Regions from separate parts of the Ovis aries genome. Here region 1 is linked to region 2. Evidence: chromatin contacts called from public Hi-C data. All regions are on one chromosome and are shown on one strand. The core of a region is the stretch at or near the end of the contact, and the rest is flanking DNA. Distances in the headings are between cores, read along the strand shown. Region 1 has its middle 87 kb from the start of ZBTB10. Region 2 holds the start of ZBTB10 (zinc finger and BTB domain containing 10).

What was found. A called contact is a pair of places that touch in the nucleus more often than the background predicts.
Region 1: a contact with region 2 is called in a Hi-C map of tail adipose tissue, with 5 times the contacts expected there. The contact joins the enhancer-like site here to the promoter of ZBTB10 in region 2. A contact is called at or near these places in 9 of 16 Hi-C or Micro-C datasets (hypothalamus, liver, mixed tissues and 4 more).

Annotation. Positions count from the first base shown.
Region 1 is chr9:56,834,604-56,840,395 of ARS-UI_Ramb_v3.0, forward strand. No RefSeq gene overlaps it. Among named protein-coding and RNA genes, the nearest start is that of ZBTB10, 87 kb to the left of the region's middle. Within about 2 kb of position 4,263, at least 35 of the 54 cell types and tissues checked have an H3K27ac peak or open chromatin away from gene starts, as enhancers often do. A contact at or near this core is called in hypothalamus, liver and tail adipose tissue, where this site is marked.
Region 2 is chr9:56,747,472-56,752,701 of ARS-UI_Ramb_v3.0, forward strand. ZBTB10 (zinc finger and BTB domain containing 10) reads left to right here and starts at 3,050. Exons shown (of 6, transcript XM_004011759.6): 1 at 3,050-4,100. The coding sequence starts at 3,135.

The sequences.
Region 1 (5,792 bases), core at 3,013-5,512, 88 kb after region 2:
AGGAGATCCAACCAGTCCATTCTGAAGGAGATCAACCCTGGGATTTCCTTGGAAGGAATGATGCTAAAGCTGAAGCTCCAGTACTTTGGCCACCTCATGCGAAGAGTTGACTCATTGGAAAAGACTCTGATGCTGGGAGGGATTGAGGGCAGGAGGAGAAGGGGACGACCGAGGATGAGATGGCTGGATGGCATCACTGACTTGATAGACGTGAGTCTGAGTGAACTCTGCGAGATGGTGATGGACAGGGAGGCCTGGTGTGCTGCGATTCATGGGGTCACAAAGAGTCGGACATGACTGAACGACTGAACTGAACTGAACTGAAAGAAAAAGAGAGTAAGCTCTACCCTCTGAACTTTCTAGGGCCTGGCCTCTTGGACAGACATCTTATCTCACCTCTGGTGAGTCATCCGAAATTGAAGCTTGACTTCTAAGCCAAGCCCAAAAAGAAGCTCTTGCTTCTAGTTAGCCTAAACATTGGACCTTAGCCTTCTTACTAGTTCTCACCTCATTCCCCATCTCTCCTCCATCCTAAGTCTTGCCCATTTTTAGAGTCCAGCATTGCTGAACCAGCATATGAAAAAGTAAGGTCTTTGCTTACTTCTGTGGCAAATGTTCCACTTTTGTTTCTTCTGTATTCCTTTCCTTTCCTTTCCTTCCTTTGTTTCCCTAGATGGGTCATGTGAAGACTGGAGGACTGATTCAGACAGAAGAAGAGAAAAGATTTCAGAGGCAAAACATTTTAAGAGTGGGTATAGTCTCATTATCTCCTGACAAAGGCTAAATTCAGCAGAAGACTCTGAATGTCTTGGAGTGTGCAGGTGATGCTTATCCATTTCTCCTAATTTGCAGATGACTAAGAATTTAAGGTTGTTGTCAAACCTTAGATAGAAAAATAAACAAGTCAGTATAAGTAATAGGACAACCCCAAATGTGGGGAAACTTGCATCCATCCAGGTTTTGGATAAAGAAAGAAACTTAAGGCAAGGGTAATCAAAATAAAACCACCTATGTGGTCTATATATCCTTAAGTTTTACTGGCTTCTACGGCTGTCCCTGGAAAAGGAAATGGCAACCCACTCTAGTATCCTTGCCTGGAGAAAATTCCATAAGGAGCTTGGCAGGTTTCAGTCCATAGGGTCGCCAAGAGTCAGACACAACTGAGCATGATATAACAACAAGAATGGCTGTCATCTTTCCAGCCCCCAGCCACAGACTCAAACTGGAAATACCAGGGGCATTTATGATTCAAAATTCACTTCCTCTGTCAGATGCCTCCACCCTTGAATAGAAAATTAAGTGAAATGAGGCTATAATCAGCAATCTTTCCTTAACTCTTAAAGATATTGAAGAATTTGCTGCTAAAGCAAATAAAAGTCCCTAGACTGTCCAGCTAAAGTTGTTCTTGATGATAGGATAGCCTTTGATTTTCTGTTAGCTGAGCACAGAGGTAACCATCTGTGCTGTGATCAACAGCTACTATGTTTTTGGAGACATTGAGACCAAGCTACATAAAGTCACTAAGCAAGCCACTTGGTTTAAAAAAGTGACTCCTTCAGCAGACTTTTTCTCTGATCTGCTTGTTTTGGGTCATTGGGACCATGCCTTGAGAGTGCCCTCCAATCATTGGGTATTATTCTGCATATAGTCTTTGTAATCATCTTTGTGGTTTGCTGTATTCTCTCGAAAGCTTTACATGCATGCATGCTGTTGCTGATGACCAAATGATCTCCCTTTGCTGAGAATGCCAAAAATGGGATGAAGAAAGTCAACTAAGAGAATAAGACTTTGATATTCCAACCTTTTTTTTTTTCCAGTTGGAGATTCAACCTGACTCCAACATCAACAAGTGGTAGCTCAAAGTGGCAGTAATACCTTAAACTTTGACTACAACTGAGAAAATTGATCGAAAGGGGGAGTTGATAAAGTTAATTTGAATATTGGCACCCATAAAATGGAGGCCAACTCAGTGGCCCAGCCCATGTCACAAACCTAAACTTAAGTCAGCCTGCACTTACAGGAAACCCCTGTCAATGAAACCTAACATATATCTATCATAATCCTCCAACCCAGCTTTAGCTAGCTTAACTTACCCTAGAAAACAGGACTTTCAGGCTTTCTAAGGAAATCCCTGATCTCCTAGTTAATCATGCAGTGTTTCTATATCACCTCTTTCTCTCTATAAAACTCCCTTTTGTCTCACATCTCTAGAAAGCAGTATTCCTCTGCTTATGAGGCACAGTACTCCTTGATTCATGGATTGTTTTCTCTTGAATAAAGGACATCAAACTCCTTACTGAAAAAAAAGTATAAGCAACAGGGTATAAACAACTAAAAATGTTTGGTTTATCATTAAACTCAGAACATATGCTTTCACATATTGCCACAATTTTAAGTGCTCATGTGAAACTACATTAACAATTTGTACTTAGTAGGTTTGGGCCTGGTAGGTTGCTGCTTTTTATATTTCTGAAGTTTACAATATAGTACCAAGATTTTTTAGACGAACACTTAAGAAATAAAGAAAATAATAACTTGTGAGTTTACCTATCTAATGCCAGAAAAACTAGATGAAATTGAGAAATTCAGTTAACCCATACACATATTGATCCGTAGTTATATTCAATCTTATTCTAGATGAGATGTAAGAGAAATCCCACCCGTGAGGAATGTGTGGTCAGGGAACAAACTGCTCAGTGACAGCTGGCTTGGTGGGTCTTCATCCCAACCTTTCTGACTACAGTTGTCAGGATCTACACCTGTTTTATGCCCTCTTTAAGCATCAGTTTCTTCATCCATAAAATGGGATAATATTAATATTTACTTTCTATGTTTAAGAAGATTAAATAAAATGCTAATGTCTATAAATTGCTGAGAATAATGCCTGGAATGCAGTGAACGCTCAAAAACTATTACATACCAACTAGTTGGGAAGTAAAGACTAGAAGTCATTCGTTTTATGTCAAAATAAGTTAGCATTTAGAATAGACATACTTGGAAGTTTGCCTACGTTTTCATCTTTTCTTTTTGGTCAAAGAGTTGAAACCAGATGGGATATTGTACAATTACAAACCTACAAGTTTTCCTGTTTCTTTTAATTTGATACCTAATTTGGGAATATGTGGGTAAAAGAAACCAAAGAATATTCCTCTGAGTAATACCTGAAAACAAGAGTTACAGATTAGGGTTTTCAGAACAAACAACAAAACCAAAACCCTGGCTATCTACACAGAAAGCGTTCTTTAAGGCTTGACAGGATTCTTTGACCTTTGTTTTATGAAACATGGACAATCTTACATTTGATTGGTGAATTTTCTGCTGGCTTTTTTTTTTTTTTCTTCTTAAACCATGTTCCCTGCCTGCAAAGCTAAACCTATTTATGGTGAGCACTGTTTTTTCAATTAGGTTTATTTTCATTTTCCCATAGGCCAAGTTAGCTGAGAATGTCCCAACGTTTATTTTCCTTTCCTTTCCTTTGTATAATGGTTTTTAAAATTAAAATATACAGCACTTATATCTATTGACTTTTTTGAAATACTGTCTAAATTTTTTTCTTTTTTGCACATTTAATGCTCCTTCATGAGACGTATTATTCAAAATGCTTTTCACTATTCACAAATGCTTCTCAGAGTGTAATGGTAGTCCATTTTTGTGGTTAGCTTTTCGAGAGCAAGGATCAAGCCCATTCTGCCAACTTTGTGAAATGTCTCGTACGTACAAGCTGGTGCTCAGCAGAGTACTTAAGAAAGCTGATGTGTTTGTGACTTGGCTTTTCCCCAAACTTTTCAGCTGGACGTCAGCATTCCATCCAGATTGTCAATTTCTCAAGCTTAATATTTCCTTCCTTAATACATCCTTTCCAACAGGCCCCTCCTTTTGGGGGTGTGGGTGGGGGCTGGGGTAGGGAGAAAAGGACTCTAAGCTCCGCATCAACTTTCTAATAGTTTTGTAACACACTATTCTCTGGTGAGAACCCTGGGTGAGAGCAAGTCTTAGCTAAGCACTTTGTTTTCGGGAGAGCGCTTCAGGTTTACAGCCCTTGGGGAAGAGGGTTTGTTCATCCCTGGAAAACTGCGGGCGGCTCTGGGGCCGGGGAGCTGCGGGCGGCTCTCGGGGGCTGGGAAGGTCAGCGCAGCTGGAGAGGGGCCCGCTAGCCTCAGGGGAAGGGGAGAGTCCTGGTTCGCTCCCGGGGCGCTCCTCGCGGGCTGGGGTGGGCGGACCCCCAGCCCCTGGAGCTCCTCCCCGCGCGGCCTCCCGCCCACCCGCCGCAGTCCCCGCCCGCGCCAGCGCTCGGCCGCCGGCTCCCGCCCCTCCTCCCGCCCAGAGGCGCGGGGGCAGGAATTCGGCCGCCGAGCTCCCCGGGGCACCGTGCCCCGGAGGGCTGGGCCGCGCCCTCCTCCCCGGCTCCTTTCCCCTCCAAGCTCCCCTCCTCCCGGCCTCCCCCTCCCAGCGCCCCCCCCCTCCAATCCCGGCGGCTCCGGACTCCTCCCGTTCCCCTCCTCCCCGCACTCCTCCCTGCCCCCCACCCACGCTCCCTCTCCCTTCCTTCTTTTCTCGCCTGGGCCCTTCTTCCTGCTCCCCTCTCCTCCCCGCTCCCCTCCTCTCTTCCTCCAGATCCCTATCCTCGCCCATTCCCCATCCCTCCCTCTTCCTCCTGGGCTCCCCCCCGCGCGCGCCTTCTTCGACCCCTCCTCCCCAACTCTTTTCTCCTCGGTTCCTCCCTGGAACCCCTCCCCTCTCCGCTCCTCCCCCCTCGTCCCTCTCCTCTGCTCCCCGCCTTCCTCCCCGGCTCCTCTTTCCCGGTTCGCGGAGCTCCCACGCGGTTGCTATGGAGGCGCCCGCGGCTGCTAGCCGCCCGCCGGGAGCTGCCCTGGGGCCCGGGGACGGAGCGGTGACTCTGCCCGAGGCCGTGGCGCCTCGCGCCCTTGGGGCCCGGGAACAAAGCGCGCCCTCCCCCATCTCGGGAGTGCGCTGCCAGACCTTCAGACGCCCCGGACCCGGCGGGCGAATCTGCTGGTCCGCAACCTCTGGGGATCGGACCCCAGGGGTCGGGGTGACAGCTGCGTGCTACCGACCTACCTTGTGGCCCCCCGAAGATCACTCCCGCTCCCCCTATTCCTACCTCCCATCCCGGAGGTGTCTCTGAGGCCGGGGGACAGCCAGATGGCCCCATTTAAAAGGAACGTCCCCTTTTGTTGGGGGGCCGAAGCAGCGCCCAGGCCAATTTACATAGGAAAATGGGGTTTGTGTCCCCAATTCAGGGCGGTGCCCCGACAGCTGGTGGTTCTGTCATCGTGTCAGGACCCCACAGCGTGATGTTTAAATTGACTTGATGTGTGCAGATGTTTGCGTGTGAATAGCAATTGATTGAGAACCGGTAGCTATTAGGTCAGGCTTTCAGAAACTCAGTTCACAGAGGAAATTTTTATCAGCTTGGGCACAACAGTAAGATGGTAGAATGGAAGTGTCCTGCTGAAGACTTAGGATCCTCTCTTAGAGGACTCACAGTTTATCACTTTGTTGGGAAATCGAAAAAGCCCAATAGTTGGACCTGAAGAGAATTTTGAAATCCTTACTGTTCTTTTTGGTTGTTCCTTGTCAAAGTTGTAAGGTTGAACATAAGAATAGGGGTGAGGAGGACTGCTAGGACTTCCAAATGATCCATGAAAGATCTAATCTAATTCACTTTATTAAAATAACTCAGCCAGCTGCTATAACCTGTAGCAAACTGAAAGTTGTCGCTAGTTTGAGATCAGTAGTTTAAATGTATACGTAAATGATAGGACTGTTAA
Region 2 (5,230 bases), core at 1,800-4,299:
ACAACTAAAAACTTAATTTTTGGCAATTCTGATGCTACCAGAATCAGCCAAAAACAAACAAACAAACAAACCTAGCATACTAGCACAAATATATATTGCCTGTTATGTACTAGGCAAATAAGATGAAAAAACAACAACAAAGATATGAGTTTAACAGTTTGGGAATGGAAAAAAATCTTTAAAGCCGAAAAAAAAATTCTTAAGAACACTTACTTCCCATCACCTTAACCCTGGATAAGCAATTAACTTCAGTAACTCTTCCCTCTTTTTCTGGAGAAGGGAGTGAGAGTTAAAACTGAATAAATACTGTATTTATTTGCAAAGTGCCTGGAATTTTAAAAAATGCATTAAGGACAAAGCACAGCATTATTATAACATTCTTCCATATAGTACATAATACATATAGCCAACTGGGCAGAACCCTCTCATTTCTCCAACATACAAATTAGGTCATCAGAGATTCCACTGTCCTAAGTTTTCCAACAACTAAAACGAAGCAGGACAATTTTTTTTTTTAATCCACAAACTGTACCAATCTAAGGACTTATATTGCAGTTTCAGGCTGTTTATCATTGGTGGCCAGGTGACAACATGGATATGTAGCAATCTGATCATTACTAACTAAATAATTAAAAGCCAAAATCTCTTTGTGGCAGGTTAGTACTATCATTCTTTACATTAAAATTACATTTCATCTATAAGGTAGAACTAACATTTTTTGTTTGACATACAACACAGTTCATTTATTACAGATACTAAAATTACAGTGAATTAAGTAAAAGTTGATATGAATAAATCTATACAATATACAAACTACACAATATATGGATATGGCTGTGCATGGGTTTAGTCTATTCAAAAATCTTAAGGCAAATAGTATTTTATAATATGTCTGGGATAATCTGTTTTTTTAATCTTGAAAAAAATACCATATTCAAAGTTTTAAATACTGTTTATTTTAAAAATAGAAATTACTGAAGAGAACAGAATCATTAAACTAGAGAGCCTAAATATTGTAACACGTTGTAACACACACTCTTTATTAAATCATATAACGTTCCATTAACATATAACGTAAAAGATTAAAGCCTCTAACACATGATAATCTATAACCGTAGAGTTGTGTTTTTCCCATTTTTCCCCATGCACATCCTGACATACATTAATGTAAAAAGTAACATGTCCTTTTTTTCCTCCTCAATAATTATCTTGAACGTATTTTGAATGTTTGTGATTAACCTTTTAATACTGTTTTATTTAGTCCTCTTAATATATTTATTAAAACAGTAAAAAGCTCCTCCATAGTTTGAGAATATCTTTCTTTAATCTGAAATGTTTGAATAAAAATGATTTAAGATTTGTTTCACATTACTTTTAACTTGTTTTTAAAAGTTTATTTCAGGTTTCAAAGAGTAAAATGAATCTCAACACTTTAGAATTTGCTAAATTTAGCACATTAAAAAATACTTTAAAATACGAGTATAAGGGCTCCAAATTGGAAAATCTTTTTCTGAACAAGTTGACTACGATTATTATTGTAAGAGTTTCATTTCCAGCTCCATCTGTTTTTCTAATCACTCTAAATTCCATGTGCAGTGTCAACAGTTAAAAAAAAAAAAAGAACAACCCAAAGTCTTAAAAATCAATCCTTGTCTTAACACACACGCTCTTCGGAGTCGCACGCAGCGTCTGTGTGAGCCGACTCCTCCCCACTCTTGGGGAAAACCCTGCCTAATATTTATAACGTTATGACATACTGTAATACTCACAAGGTGGTTGTAGAAGTATAAACACGACTGGAGCTATCTGATTGGCTGCTGGTGATGTAACACCCATGTCAATACTTCCCACTGAACGCACGTGTTCGACCTTTTATTTAAATTTCCATTTCATCACAGCAATAAGACACTCGGGGCGGTGCATTTTCTGTGAAATGATTATCGCCCAGAGCTGCTGCATCGAATACACAATGCAGCAGACGAGGAGGTGCCCCCGGTTGTAACCTCCTCGCCCGAAAGGTACAGCCTGGTCCAGTCTTTGTGAAGGAACAAAAATAAGTTCACTTCCTCGGGCACCGTTACCCCCCGCCCCCACCCACCCCACCTCAGCAAATGACAAGGCTGGAGAGCAGCTCCCACCGTACAGTTATTTCTCAAAGTCCCAGGTGAACTCGTGGCGAAGGAAGGAAAATGTGCGTCCCGGGCGCGGGTAGGTGCGTGCGGGCAGCGGGGAGGCGGCCAGACCTGACACTCGCCAGCTGTTTGTCCTCCGCGGAGCCCGGCCCCGGCTGCACACGCCCGCCCCCTCCCCGAGACCCCCCAGCCCGCCGCCCGGCCTTTTGTCCCCCGCCCCTCGGCCGACTTCCTTCCCCCGCGGCCGCACCCCCGCCCCCAGGCCGGAGGCGCGGCCCGGCCCCTTTCCCGGTCCCCAGGCGCCCCCACCCCACCCCAGCCCAGCCCCAAGCCCAGCCCCCTCCCCCCGCCCGGCCCCCACCCTTTCCCCCTCCAGCGGTTACTGCTACCCCGGTGCATTGTGGGCGCACGGTCCGTTGTTCATTTGCCATTCGACCTCCGCCAGGGCCTGGTCGGACGGAAACGCTCCGCCGGCTTTATTGTCGGTTCGTTATGTGGCGGAGCCCGGCAGTTTAACGTGCCTCTCGCCCTCAGCGCTTCGGAAGCCGGCAGCCGCGTCGGGACTCCTCGGCGCGCCGGAGGAAGGATATCTTGTTTGGAGGGTCGGTGTGTGCGCGCGGCTTTAAAGAGGGGGCAGCGGAGGGTCTCCCCGCACTCCGCCTCTCAACTTCGAAGGCCCCACGCGCGCCGGCTCGCTGCTCACCTCTCCGCCGCCCGCCCCCCCCTTCTCCGCGCGGGACGCTGCCCGGAGCGCCGCGGGGCGGGGGTGGAGGACGAGGAGGCGGCGGCCCGGCGGGCGGCGGCGGCGGCGGCGGCGGACGCGTGAGGCAGCCCCGGGGAGCGAGCGCGAGCCGGGCGGGAGGGCGAGGCCGAGCCCCGCGAGACCGGAACGCCCGCGGTGGGGGCGGGAGCGAAGCGGAGGGGGAGCGGCGGGGAGCGCGCGGGACGCGGCCCGAGGCCGGGCGCGAGCCGGGGCACCGGGCGGCGGCGGCGGCGCGCGCCATGTCGTTCAGTGAAATGAACCGCAGGACGCTGGCGTTCCGAGGAGGCGGGTTGGTCACCGCCAGCGGCGGCGGCGGCTCCGCGAACAATAACGTTGGCGGGGAGGCCTCGGCTTGGCCCCAGCAGCCCCAGCCAAGACAGCCCCCGCCGCCAGCGCCGCAGCCGCTCAATGGGCGGGGGGCCGACGAGGAAGTGGAATTGGAGGGCCTGGAGCCCCAAGACCTGGAGGCCTCCGCCGGGGCTGCCGCCGCCGCCGAGGAAACCAAGGAGTTGCTGCTCCCCCAAGACGCGGGCGGCCCCACCTCGCTGGGCGGCGGTGGCGCCGGGGGCCCCCTGCTAGCGGAAAGGAACCGTCGGACTCTGGCCTTTCGAGGCGGCGGCGGCGGGGGGCTCGGCAACAATGGCAGTAGCCGCGGCCGCCCCGAGACCTCGGCATGGCCCCTGAGGCATTTCAATGGGCGAGGGCCGGCGGCCGTGGAGCTGGAGCTGGACGCGCTGGAGGGGAAGGAGTTGATGCCGGACGGCGCGTCCCTGAGCGACAGCACCGAGGACGAAGAGGAGGGGGCGAGCCTGGGCGACGGCAGCGGGGCGGAAGGAGGCAGCTGCAGCAGCAGCAGGCGGTCGGGCGGCGATGGCGGGGACGAAGCGGAGGGCAGCGGTGTGGGAGCTGGAGAAGGAGAGACTGTCCAGCACTTCCCGCTCGCGCGGCCCAAGTCCCTAATGCAGAAGCTCCACTGCTCTTTCCAGACCTCCTGGCTCAAAGATTTTCCCTGGCTGCGCTATTCCAAGGATACTGGCCTTATGTCTTGCGGCTGGTGCCAAAAGCCCCCCGAGGACGGAGGAAGCGGGGATCTGCCCCCAGTGGGGCACGACGAGCTTTCGCGAGGGACCCGCAACTACAAGAAAACCCTCCTTCTGAGGCACCACGTCTCTACCGAGCACAAACTCCACGAAGCCAACGCCCAGGTACGATATATGTTGCTCCTGCTTTTTCAGATCTTTGGGGGAAAGGTTTATCAGCTAAAACTCACTCTACTGGGTGAAGACATCTTTCCTGTTAGGAGAGAGGTGTAGGGAATTTAGGCGTGGGGGGTTCGAAAGCCTGGGAATAAGTTTTCAAAAGTTAACCGGGGGAGTTGGGGGGAGGGGGAGGAATGACAATTTTCTAATCATAGCACTGAATTTGATTTAATTTTTTTCATGACTCAGATTTCTTTGCCCGTCAGATTGAATCAGAAGGAAAGTTTAATAAGCGAGGTTGAAGGTTTTAACCCTGTAAGGTTGGCTTTGTGGTTAGAATGTTATTAGCTGTGATTTTAGAAAAGCTGCTTTAATGTTGGTAGTCTTTTAGCGTGCTGTTGGAAGTCAAATCTGGTAACTCTTTGAAGAATGAATTAAACTCTTTCCTTAACCTTTGACGCTACCCCTTTTAGGAGAACATGCAACCGAGAAAATTCTTTTTATCATGTCAGGATAATGTGAAATATGAGAGAGTAGTATGTAAATGTAGAGGAAGCTATTTGTATAAGACTTAGTGAATGATTATACTAAATTCATCTCCTTAAACTTTTTGTTGAACTTCTCTTTCCAAAGGTATGCTTTCGGTAAATTGTGGTAGTTTTTACTTGCTTCCTTCTCCAGATTTCTATGCTGAGATTTTCTGTAATCCCCTTTTTCAAAAAGTTTTCATTTAAATGTAGTTTACTTTAAACTTAGGATATTTGAAATGTTGACTGTAAAGTTACTTCTACCAACTAGTTGGTTCGAACTGGTAGAGAATGTATTTACCAAAATCATAAGTTCTTAGTTATTAAACAGGTAAACGGTACTTCTTAAATCTTGTCTTAGTATTTCTGGATTAAAGATAATAGTCTTATCATTTTGATAATCTCTTTCCAAGCCAAGCAGATGTTAATCAGTCCTCCTAAGACAACCTGTGGTTGTAGATGGAATTCATTCTTTTGTATCGGTAGCCAGGCATTGATTTCAGAAAGTCACCTTTCAGATACTAGTCCCTTTGTGTGTTGGAGTGATCTTGCTGTTTAGAACACTTTTAGTGGAGTTAATTAGGCACTGTCTAATAACCCTGTAGCCCA